3 separate regions of the Mus musculus genome follow, and all the other regions are linked to region 1. The links are chromatin contacts, called in public Micro-C and promoter capture Hi-C maps. All regions are on one chromosome and are shown on one strand. The core of a region is the stretch at or near the end of the contact, and the rest is flanking DNA. Distances in the headings are between cores, read along the strand shown.

Region 1 (3,431 bases), core at 660-3,159:
ACCTTTTAGTAAAACATTCTCTTTAGCGCCAAAACATTCCAATAATTTATTAGCTTTGGGAAAACTAAGTCAAATGAATTTGACAAGTACTTTTAAAAAACATTTAAGTTTCATTTTAGCTCAAGCAATATAGATTATATGTTCAGTCAACCATTAAAAAAATTCAGAATTTGGGGCCGAGCGTGGTAGCGCACACATCCCAGCAGAGGCCGGTGGATCTCTGAGTTTTGAGGCCAGCCTGGTCTAGAGAGTGAGTTCCAGGACAGCCAGGACTACACAGAGAAGAACCCTTATCTTGAAAAATCAAACAAACAAATAAATATTAAAAATTTAAAAATTCAGAAATCACAGTCTTGGAGAAGCAATGACACAAATTCAAAAAAGCAAAATATTTTTATTATCTGTAAGCACCCTTCATTATGAATGCAACCTTTTTATAAGCAAATTAACTAACCGTCCAACTGTAGACAAAATATGACAGCGGGAGGAGGGGAACTTAATGTTCAAAACTACTTTAAAAAATATGATTGGGAAAAAAACTATGTTTAAAGATTAAAAAGTAATAGTTAAGAGAAAAATACTACGTATAAACTAATTTTCAATATAGGCATGAAAATCCACTCACCCCCATTTCCACAGCAGCGATCCCCTGGTCATAATGACCCATCAGGTTAGGGAAGAACGTCATGTTGTAAGTCATTTTCATACATCTGGGAACGGTGATTGGCTCACAGGTGAAAAGGCTGTGTCCTCTTACGAGGGGCAGAAGAATGCACGCCAACAGAAACGGGGACCTTTCCATCTTGCCAGACTCCGATTTTACCACATGGCTTGGATTATTCTTATGCTCCTTTCCGCATCAAAAAGATTCTCAAATCAGAGATAAAATGTACAAATTCCTCATTGCATTCTTTGTACCATTTTGATAGAAGCTGTTTCCTGAAAATGAATTCTGGGGCAACTGCTGTAAAAACAAACCCAAAGTGTGTTATCAGTAACATTCGTCACAAAGTCAAATCCAAGTCAAATGTCATGCTAGGTAACTAATGCTACAAAGAAAGAAAAAAATGTGGAAAATTCCATCCTAGCAAGAGACATATCCACCTGCCCGGGCGCGGATGTATCACTTTGCTAAGGAAGCCTCAATTCTAGGGAACTGCTGATGAAGGGTTATACTGTCTAAAACACCGGGTAAGAGGAGGCACGGCATAAGCAAGTTGGAGCGAGGAAAGGGGTGATGGTGGTTAGAAGAAAGGGGGTCTAGGGGCCCCTTGGCCATCTCACTATATGGGGAAAATGAGGACAAGTGACCCAGACAGAGTTCTTCAACTTTAGCTCTCTCTACAATCGCAGACTTCTGCGGATGTGCCTTTCCTGTTTTCGCAAAGGCGAAAATCAGTCTGCTGGGGTTGAGCGAGGTCCCCCTAGGAAGAGTGGGCCTGGGTGGTGACTCCTTTGCGCTTCTTCACCTCCAGCACTTTCCCCTTCAACGCGCTCACCCCGTGCCCCCTGTACCCCGAATTCCACCCAGCGCAAACCTTCCACGGTCAGCTCATGGGGACTGCGGGAGGCTCCCCTGAGCCCCCGGGGTCCCGCGTCGGGCACCTGTTCCCGGCCTGCAGCCGAGCAGCTCCGTCCCCGGCCTGCGGGGACCCAGAGTCACTTTCCAGGAGTTGCGTGGGACTCCGAGGCGACGCACCTGCGGCTCCGATCCCGGCCGCTGCCCGCCCGCCCCGTCGGGCCGGGGACGCCTCACCTCGGGCGGCAGAGGAAGGTGGCTGTCCCTCGGCGTCGCGCGGCCCCGCCACCCCAGACAGCCGGGGCGAGCTTTCGGTGGGGGGCAGCGTCCGGGCCTCGACCGCCTCCGGGGCCGCAACGGGGAGCGAGAGCTGGGCGATCCCGCGAGACTGCGCCGCCAGGTCGGGCGGGCAGGTTGGGGCTCGCGGCGGCGGGACCGGCCCTGCGCCCCGCCCAGCCCAGCCGGCCGCGGTGCGGGGGCCGCCGAGCTGTCGCCTCCGCTCGCACCGCGGACCCAGGCGTGAGACCCAGGCCGTTGGGGAAGTGCCCTGCAGAGCACACTTTCCGTTCTGGAAGCGAGGAGCCTTAGCCGCGGGGATCTGCTCTGTAGTGAGTGGTAGCTGAGATCAGAGTTAGCGAGGAACTTCCTGAGTTCTTGGCTGAAAAGCCTATTAACTCGGGGAGTCTGGCCACCACCTTGAACGGCAGGTGCCAGCTTCGGCCGGTTCTACAGCTTTACTGCTGCAAAAGCCCCACAGAAAGTTAACTGCTTTAGTCAACGTGGTTTTGAGAACCAGCTCTGCCACCATCACTTCAGATAAATTACCAAAAAGGGGCGTGGGGATGTGTAGAGTCCTCTCTATGTAGACATGATAAATGAATACAAGAATGGTTACTAATTTTTGAGTCCTTTACATTCAATAATGCCTGATATGTAGGACTCTGGTATGAGGTACAAAGGAACTTGTTGGCAAACACAAAGTGTCTTCTCTTCTTTCTTTCTTTCTTTCTTTCTTCTTCTTCTTCTTCTTTTTCTTCTTCTTCTTCTTCTTCTTCTTCTTCTTCTTCTTTCTTCTTCTTTCCTCCTCCTCCTCTTCTTCCTCTTTTCTTCTTCTTCTTGTTCCTAATGGGGATAGAACCCAGGGTCTTGTGCATACTGGTACTAGCATGCCTACTATGTTAAGCTACAGTCCCAGCCTGTAAAATAACTTTTAAATGGAGACTGCTGTTAGCTGAATCACTGTGCTGCTGAAAAATGTCACATTTCAGTACTTGGGACACCACCGAATAACCAGACAAGATTTGAAATCTGGAAACATCAACTAGAGATGAATTTTGGAGAACTCTTTCCCAGCTTTATCAAAAAACTTAGGACAAGCCGGTCATGGTTGCACACATCTTCAGTCCCAGCACTCAGGAGGCAGAAGCAGGCAGACCTTTGAGTTCCCAGACAGCTAGGCTACACAGAGAAACCCTGCCTTGAAAACAAAACTAAACAAAAAAAAGCTTAGGACAACTGTAAAGGACGAGACCATGTTAAAGAAATGTTAATACTAATTGTCTTAATCTTAATATTATTAAAAGTCAGACAGTTTATGTATTGAAAAATGGGTTTCTATGTAAGATGTTTTCTATGTAGAAAATTAACCTTCTACGTGGGAAGAATATTTCTCAGAAAAATGTTAAGTTTCTATATAGAAGGAATATATCTCAGCTGAGTGTGGTGGCACAGGCCTGGAATTGCAGTACTTGAAAGGCCAAGACAGAAGGATCTCAAATTCAAGACCAACCGAGGTTTCAGAGCGAACTGAATGTCAGCCTGGAATACAAAGTGAGAGCTGTTGGTTGAAATACAGAAGAAGAAAAGTATTTGTGAACATTTCTCTGATTAGGCTAGAATACCAGAACCAGGT
Region 2 (3,431 bases), core at 520-3,019, 210 kb before region 1:
TATGCTTGTATAGACTTCCTTATCAGTGGTCGCCAACAAGAAGAATCTGAAGAGACCATCATAAAAAATTCTTGAAAATATATTTCAAAAATTCTTGAAAGACCACAATGTTTGTCTTATACAATATGCATAAGAAACAAGAATTTCACTTCTTCCCTTTAAATATTACCTGAGTGACTAGAAATGACGATGTCATCAATAGTCATTGTGGCTATAATGAACTCATAGTTTATGGGCACTTTCATCTGTATAGTGCCACTTTAATCCTGTAATTTCCTTACTATAATTCCAAAATACGAAATCTCTGGAAAACAAAGCAAAAATCTCTTTCAAGAAAAATCCCTGATTCACATGTAAATATTCATCCATTTTGCTGGAGAAAAATGAGTGTGTTTAATTGGAGGCTGCTGTCCTGTCTACTGACAGTCACAGGACTATGGTCTGTGCACCTTTGCACTTCGAATGTCCAATTTGACATGAATCCTAGAGGACCTTGGCATTAGGATTTCAGTTTAGAGATCACAGCTTTTGTTTTTAACATTTTGTAGATTTTTGTAGAGCTTATTTAATTTTTTCACAACGAAATGTTATGATGGTGCTGAAACTCTAGTCAAAGCATCTCATTTTTATTTATTTTTTTATCTTCTACCCACAACTGGCCAAAAATGAAAACTCTTCTTCAGTATCAAAAGATTTCCTGTTCCAGGGCTGGGAAGAGCAGCTCAGTAGCTCAGAGAGTAAAGTGCTTACTATGCAAACATGAGGACATAAATCCACATCTCCCCGAATCCACAGAAAGCCAGACATAGTAGCCCACAGCAAGTGTAGTCCAGTGCTCCTACGTCGGGATCAAAGATGGGGACAGGAGAATTTCCGGATGCTTGAGAAACAGCTAGTCTGTCTTACAAAGCTTTCTAAAAACTAAGAGCCTGTGTCAAGGTGGAAGGAGCAGGTGAATACTGGATGCTGTCCTCTGACCTCCACATGAATGCATGTCACACCCACACACATAAAGAAATATGCACACACACATTAAATACACACACAAAGACTAAAAGATTTCATATCTCATATATCTTGTGTAAGCTAAAGTTAATGCAAATTTTTAAACAAAGTTTAATTTGTATCTAGCCTTCAAAAAACTTTTCCTGCTCCTTAAGTGTGTTCTGGTCCACACTGTTTTATGCAAATAGCTACACTTACTGCAATTAAAATTTACTGATCCAGAAGTTAAGCATACCATTTTTATGTCAATACCAATTTTTGCTGATCTTGTAAAAACGTCAAACCCAGACAAGATTTTTAAGGATAAATTATAAATAACTGTCGTAGACACTGCCAAACTTTACAGTATCAATCCTATTAACCCACGACTTATTTCTTGTTCTTCCACATGATGAGATACATTCCTTCTACTCTAACCTAGGCATGATCATAAAACATGCTTTGTACAAAATGTAAGCAGAAGTTATGCATGCACTTCTGAGAAGAAACTTAAGGAGACAATTTGATTCAACACTGTTCTCTACTGCTCTATGCACAACATTACAGAGAGTGTGTGCATACATAATAGTCTATGCCGGGGATGATAATGGTGCAGAATAGACACACGCACCCCGTAGCCCAGAGAAAGAATCATATAGAATAAAAAGTAAGTCAATGCTGTTCTACATATGGGCATTTGAGGACAGCATCGTCTATGACAGGCAGCCTATTAAAAATCCACTGCCTCTCGGTTCCAAATCTACCCTTCTCTGCCCAGCTTTGTATTTTTCCCTGGGGTGCAATGTTAAGATTTGACAGTAGAGGGAGCCATGATGACATTAAAGGAAGAAATGTCTCCGTGCTTTGTTGCTTTTGTTTACATGGCTACCTGGAGCTAATGAATACCCACTAGTATTAGACCTACTTGTATGCTTCACCAGCACCCCACAGGCCTTCCTTCCAGCAAATTCTGGAGGCACTCCCACCGGCAAGCTCTTAGTAAATCTGACTGACATTCCAATAAGCTTCCCAAAGGGTTCCTTGAGCACCACAGGCAGCCTATCCACCAAGGCCAACAGCCCCCACAAATGACTTCCTTTCATAAAAACAGACGACTTTGTTTGCCCTAGCTTGGCAAGCACCAGACAGCAAAGTGGGCCGCAGCCACACCTCCACAGTGTCTGAATCTCAGCCTCAGGCACAAAGGAAAAAGCTTCGTCCATTTTTTTCAATTCATGGGTACTCTGCCTCAGGATAATCTATATTAATGTTTTTCTGCTCAAAGAACTATCGTAGCTTCTATATTCTAACTGGACTCTGAAACATGGTCTATGCTAGCATATAACACAATAAATGGTAATATGAATGTATGTTAATATTTAGGGGTTATTTGTTGGATTTTATTTCACAGCTACTTCTAACATCCATGACTGCCAAATGATCTGATCACACTTTAAACACAGTCATAAAGCTGAACTCACAGAACTACTTTTTTCATTTAAACACACTCTTTGCTACTAATTCCAAAAGAACAAAATTATATACACACACACACACACACACACACACACATATATATATATATATATATACACTTTACTGTAAGAAAAGGAATAACCCCTCACAAACTATGCAGTCACTTGTTTCCCAGCTGAGGCTCTGTATTGTAGGCTGCAGTCTTTAGGGCAGGCATTTGAAAAGTATACTTTCTGCATTTTGCATTTTCTTTGATTGTTGTGTCCATGTTCTCTATGGAATCTTCTGCACCTGAGATTCTCTCCTCCATCTCTTGTATTCTGTTGCTGATGCTCAAATCTATGGTTCCTGATTTCTTTCCTAGTGCCTGGCAAACACAGAAGTGGATGCTCACAGTCAGCTATTGGATGGATCACAGGGCCCCCAATGGAGGAGCTAGAGAAAGTACCCAAGGAGCTGAAGGGATCTGCAACCCTATAGGAGGAACAACAATATGAACTAACCAGTACTCCCCGGAGCTCGTGTCTCTAGCTGCATATGTAGCAGAAGATGGCCTAGGCAGCCATCACTGGGAAGAGAGGCCCCTTGGTCTTGCAAACTTTATATGCCTCAGTTTAGGGGAACGCCAGGGCCAAGAAGTGGGAGTGGGTGGGTAGGGGAGTAGGGGGTATGGGGGACTTTTGGGATAGCATTTGAAATGTAAATGAAGAAAATACCTAATTAAAAAATTGAAAAAAAACAGCAAAAAGAAAAGAAGAAAGAAAGGTGCACTTCTGTTCTTCTGGCTCTAGCACATGTGTTTTCTCTGCTTCCTGACCCCTACCCTGTGCACGACCACACCAAGTGCTGCTGCCACCACGGATCAGGACAAGAAGCTTTGCCTCATCCGTTCACTAGGACCCTCAGAAATTACAAGTGAAAATTGTCTTTCTTCCCTTGAGCTGTTTAGTCACAGCTACAAGAAAAGTTAA
Region 3 (3,431 bases), core at 443-2,942, 190 kb before region 1:
AAGCCAAATTCCCTAGTAAATATTCAAACCTAAAAATTAGTATTGAAGCAATTCCTAATTGTTCTTTTATTATTTTGTGAGAACTTGTATCTTTTAAAGATATATATCTATTTGATATGTTTGTTACCATAGGTTATGTAAAATCTGCTTCACTAAAATGTGAGAAGATGTACATCTAGACAAGGTGTGTTTTCATTTGTAAAAAAAAAAAATACTGAATTCAACAACCTGTTTTCAAAATAAGTGGTGAAGGTCAGTAAGCTATTTCTTTTCAAGGAGGAAGTCAACGCTTTTAGTTGTGTGTTTCTATAGCGATTATGGGAAAGTGTATTCGGTGACATGCAAGAGAACTGCCCTCCCTCTCTTTAGGCATATACAGGTTAATTTTTATAGTGAGTAACGACTTGGACAAACATTAAAGGGTTACAGATCTTTACAGATCCAGACAATGACTTTCCAGAAGCAACCGAGATATAAAAAATCATAAAACATTTAAAAGCAAACCTGTAGAAACAATCTCAGCTACAGTGCTACACTGACAAGGAATCCCAAAGTAAAGGAAAACTCATTCTGGACAGTTCCCTGGTGCTGAAGTTACACCGCCTCTAAACCGATGCTTGGGTGCTACTTTCACGCCTCCCACCCTCGCCAAAACCCCGCTGGCTGGACTGTGAGCAAACATAGTAGAACTTCACAAGCAGGGAGCAACCCAAACTGCCACGATGGTAGGAAGTGGAGTCTCCTCGGGATCCTACAGATTTACTAGTTGCAAACAGGAAGAACAGCAGCAGAGTGCAGGGTGTTAGCACCCGCCGAGGGGGAGGGGCTGGAAGATGGCGGCGGCCGCACACCCACCCGAGACGAGACGAGACCGCGCTTAGGCCCCCTCGCCCGCCCCGCAGCCTTCCTGTCCGCTGCGACCGTGGGCAGCGCAGCTCCTCCCGGGGCTGGGGACGGAGCCGGCCCTCGCAGGCGCGGGACGAGCGACCCCGGTGGCACCGGCACCCCGGGCCTGGGCGCTTCACCCGGGTCCGGCCCGGGAGCACCTGTGCACGGCCATATTGGATTCCTTGCCCCAGTCACTGCCTCCGCGCGGGGGCGGCGGGAAAGGAAATGGGACGCGAGGAGCCAGGGTTCAGCCTCATCCCGGGAGCCGAAGTGGCCCGCGGGGAAAGCCGGAGGGCGCCGGGGAAACCGCCGCCTCCCCGAGCTCGCCACCGTCACCTCAGCCGGCCTCGGCGCCCTCCCTCCGCGACACACACCCCCGCGGCTGACAACTAGAAAGCGACCCTGGCGGCCGCGGGCCGCAGCCCTCGTGGCCCCCGCGCCACCGGCGGGGAGGAAAGGCGGCGATCCCCGGCGCGCGGGCGGTCGCGGGGAAGCGGCCGAGGGGGGCGGAGGGCAGGGAGGGAGGCGGGAAGATGGAGCCGGGTCCTTACTTGAGCACGGACTGCTCCTTCTCCTCTTCTTTCTTCTGACGATCCATGACAGCCAGGATGATTTTCCTCTCCTCTTCCGTGAGGTGGCTGAGGTCCGGCATCTCGGGCTGCGGAGGAGGTTGAGAGGCCGCCGGGGTGGGAGCCGGGCGGCCCCGGGGCCCGAGCGGAGCCGACATGTTTGGCGGAGCCGAACCACCCTAGGGAAGCAGGGAGGCAACTCCGCTGGCAGCCGCGGCTCGGGCGCGGGCGGCTGGGGCAGCCTCCGGGGCTGGGACAAATGCATACAAATCAATGGCCTTCAATCCGAGGCGACAGCCCCCCTCCCCCAGGAAAGAAGGCAGGGGGAGGGGAGGGCCGAGGGGGGAGGGCTGAGGAGTGCGCTCGGGGAAATGTTTCTTCTTCCCGGGGGCGAAGGGCTGCCAAGTGAGCGGTTCGCGGGAGCGAGGAGCTGGAGGCCCCGACGCCGAGTGCGCGGAGCGGCGGGGGAGGGCGGTGGAGTAAGGTGGCGGGGACGGCTGAGGGTGGGGTGACTGGAGGGAGGCGGCCGCGGGCCGGGGCGCGAGTGTCCGGCGCGGCGGCGGAGCGGAGCGGGAAGCGCTGCCCGCGAGCCCGACCCCTGGGGAGTCCCGGGAACTCGCCCCGAGCGCCCGGAGGCGGCGAGAGCGGCCGTCCCGCCGGCTGGCGCGTCACCGGGCTCCGGGGCTCCGCGAGGGAGGACCCCTCCGGGAACCACGAGGCGCGGGCTGCGGCAGGGGACCCCAGCCCCCACCCCGGCCCCAGACGGCCGATCTTCCGGCCCGCGGCCCGCGGCTGCCAACGCCCGGACCCAAGTGAGCTCGCGCGCGCCGCGGGGCCGGCCGCCCGCCGCGCCTCATCACGCGCCCGCCCGGGGTCCCGCCGCCGCCGCCCCCAGTGTCCGCGGAGTCGGCGCGGCGGGCCCGCTAGGTGCACTCGCCCGCGCCGCCTCTGCCTCGCCGACTCTTCCCGCCGGGCCCGTGTCCCCTGCGAACCGCCCAGGCCCGGACTCGGCCGACGCTCGCCCCGGACCCTGCTAACGGCTGGGGCGGGGCGGGGAGCTGTGAGGAGCAGGGCGGCGAGGGAGCGGGCGCCCCGGGGTGCGGGGCTGTGGGCGGTGGGGGCGGGAGGATCTCAGGTGGCTGGCGCCGAGCCTGAGGGACCGGGCGCCCCCCGAGCTGTCCCGGGCGGGGTACTGGACCCTGGACGAGGGAAGATCGGAGCAGGTGGGTGTCCCTGCGGTGTCAGCGGCCCGGGACTCGCAGCGGGGAAGAGCCTGAGGGAGTGGAAAGGACCTGGGCGGGAGTGCGGAAGTTCTGGAAAACTGGGTTGTCGGTACCCGCTGCACGGAGAGGTACAGAAGACAGGATGCTGGGGCGGTTTGCCCGAGGCGATTGGAAGGTGTAAGAGGGAAAGGGTCAGATCACGTCCCCGGAGGAATCGGGCCGTTCAGCCCCTTTCTGCCGGTCACTCTAATCTAGAGAAGAGTCGTTATTGGAGCGTTAGCCTGATTTTAGAAAGCCTGGAGACAGGCTCAGTCAAAGAACAGAAGAAAACCGACTCCAATAGGAGGGAGGTGGCCACCACCGGCGCGGGCTCTCAGAGAAGCCCAGCGCAGCCCAGACAGCTCTCCCTCGGGGCGGGGCGAGCCAGCTGAGGTGATCTGGATCACCCCCTCTTCCTCTTCCTGCCACTAGACAGGTGCTTGGTTAGCAAGGTTACAGTGTTCGTGCGTGTGTATGTACACACCCCTACCACGCCTTCCACACTCGCACTGCTTAGTACTAGGCCAGGTTATAGGCTGGTGAGTAAAACCTTCGGGGTTTGTATTGTATTTACGTGTAGTAAGCTCTCTCCCTCCTTTGTTCCCCAGGTACCATCTGACTAGTCTCAGTTTGAGAGAACTGGGAACAGACAAAGCGGCACTACATGTCTCTTGTGATTTCTAAGCTGAAATATCTATATTGTTTTTCTCCC

The links. Promoter capture Hi-C pulls out the DNA fragments that hold promoters and counts their contacts. Hi-C and Micro-C count contacts between places; a contact is called where the count stands out from the background.
Region 2: a contact with region 1 is called in a promoter capture Hi-C map of stem cell-derived epiblast-like cells, with 2.2 times the contacts expected there. The contact joins the enhancer-like site here to the promoter of Fzd6 in region 1. A contact is called at or near these places in 9 of 39 promoter capture datasets (3T3-L1-derived adipocytes, the HPC-7 cell line, HPC-7-derived erythroid cells and 5 more), 2 of 15 datasets of contacts at CTCF or cohesin (both in the NIH/3T3 cell line), 8 of 484 Hi-C or Micro-C datasets (LSK cells, embryonic fibroblasts, embryonic stem cells and 2 more) and 2 of 115 datasets of contacts at active chromatin or transcription factors (pancreatic cancer cells and stem cell-derived neural progenitor cells).
Region 3: a Micro-C map of embryonic stem cells shows a contact between it and region 1, with 3 times the contacts expected there. The contact joins the promoter of Rims2 here to the promoter of Fzd6 in region 1. A contact is called at or near these places in 3 of 39 promoter capture datasets (HPC-7-derived erythroid cells, hippocampal neurons and liver), 7 of 484 Hi-C or Micro-C datasets (LSK cells, Sertoli cells, embryonic stem cells and 1 more) and 4 of 115 datasets of contacts at active chromatin or transcription factors (embryonic stem cells and stem cell-derived neural progenitor cells).

Annotation. Positions count from the first base shown.
Region 1 is chr15:39,004,758-39,008,188 of GRCm38.p6, reverse strand. Fzd6 (frizzled class receptor 6) reads right to left here and starts at 1,909. Exons shown (of 7, transcript NM_001162494.1): 1 at 1,757-1,909; 2 at 626-964. The coding sequence starts at 802. It overlaps Gm26704 (a long non-coding RNA gene), which reads left to right and starts at 1,120. Exons shown (of 2, transcript XR_875317.3): 1 at 1,120-2,127.
Region 2 is chr15:39,215,824-39,219,254 of GRCm38.p6, reverse strand. All of the region lies in intron 1 of Rims2 (regulating synaptic membrane exocytosis 2), which reads right to left. Among named protein-coding and RNA genes, the nearest start is that of Rims2, 19 kb to the right of the region's middle. Within about 2 kb of position 1,769, at least 37 of the 459 cell types and tissues checked have an H3K27ac peak or open chromatin away from gene starts, as enhancers often do. A contact at or near this core is called in stem cell-derived epiblast-like cells, where this site is marked.
Region 3 is chr15:39,196,547-39,199,977 of GRCm38.p6, reverse strand. Rims2 (regulating synaptic membrane exocytosis 2) reads right to left here and starts at 1,692. Exons shown (of 27, transcript NM_053271.2): 1 at 1,440-1,692. The coding sequence starts at 1,615.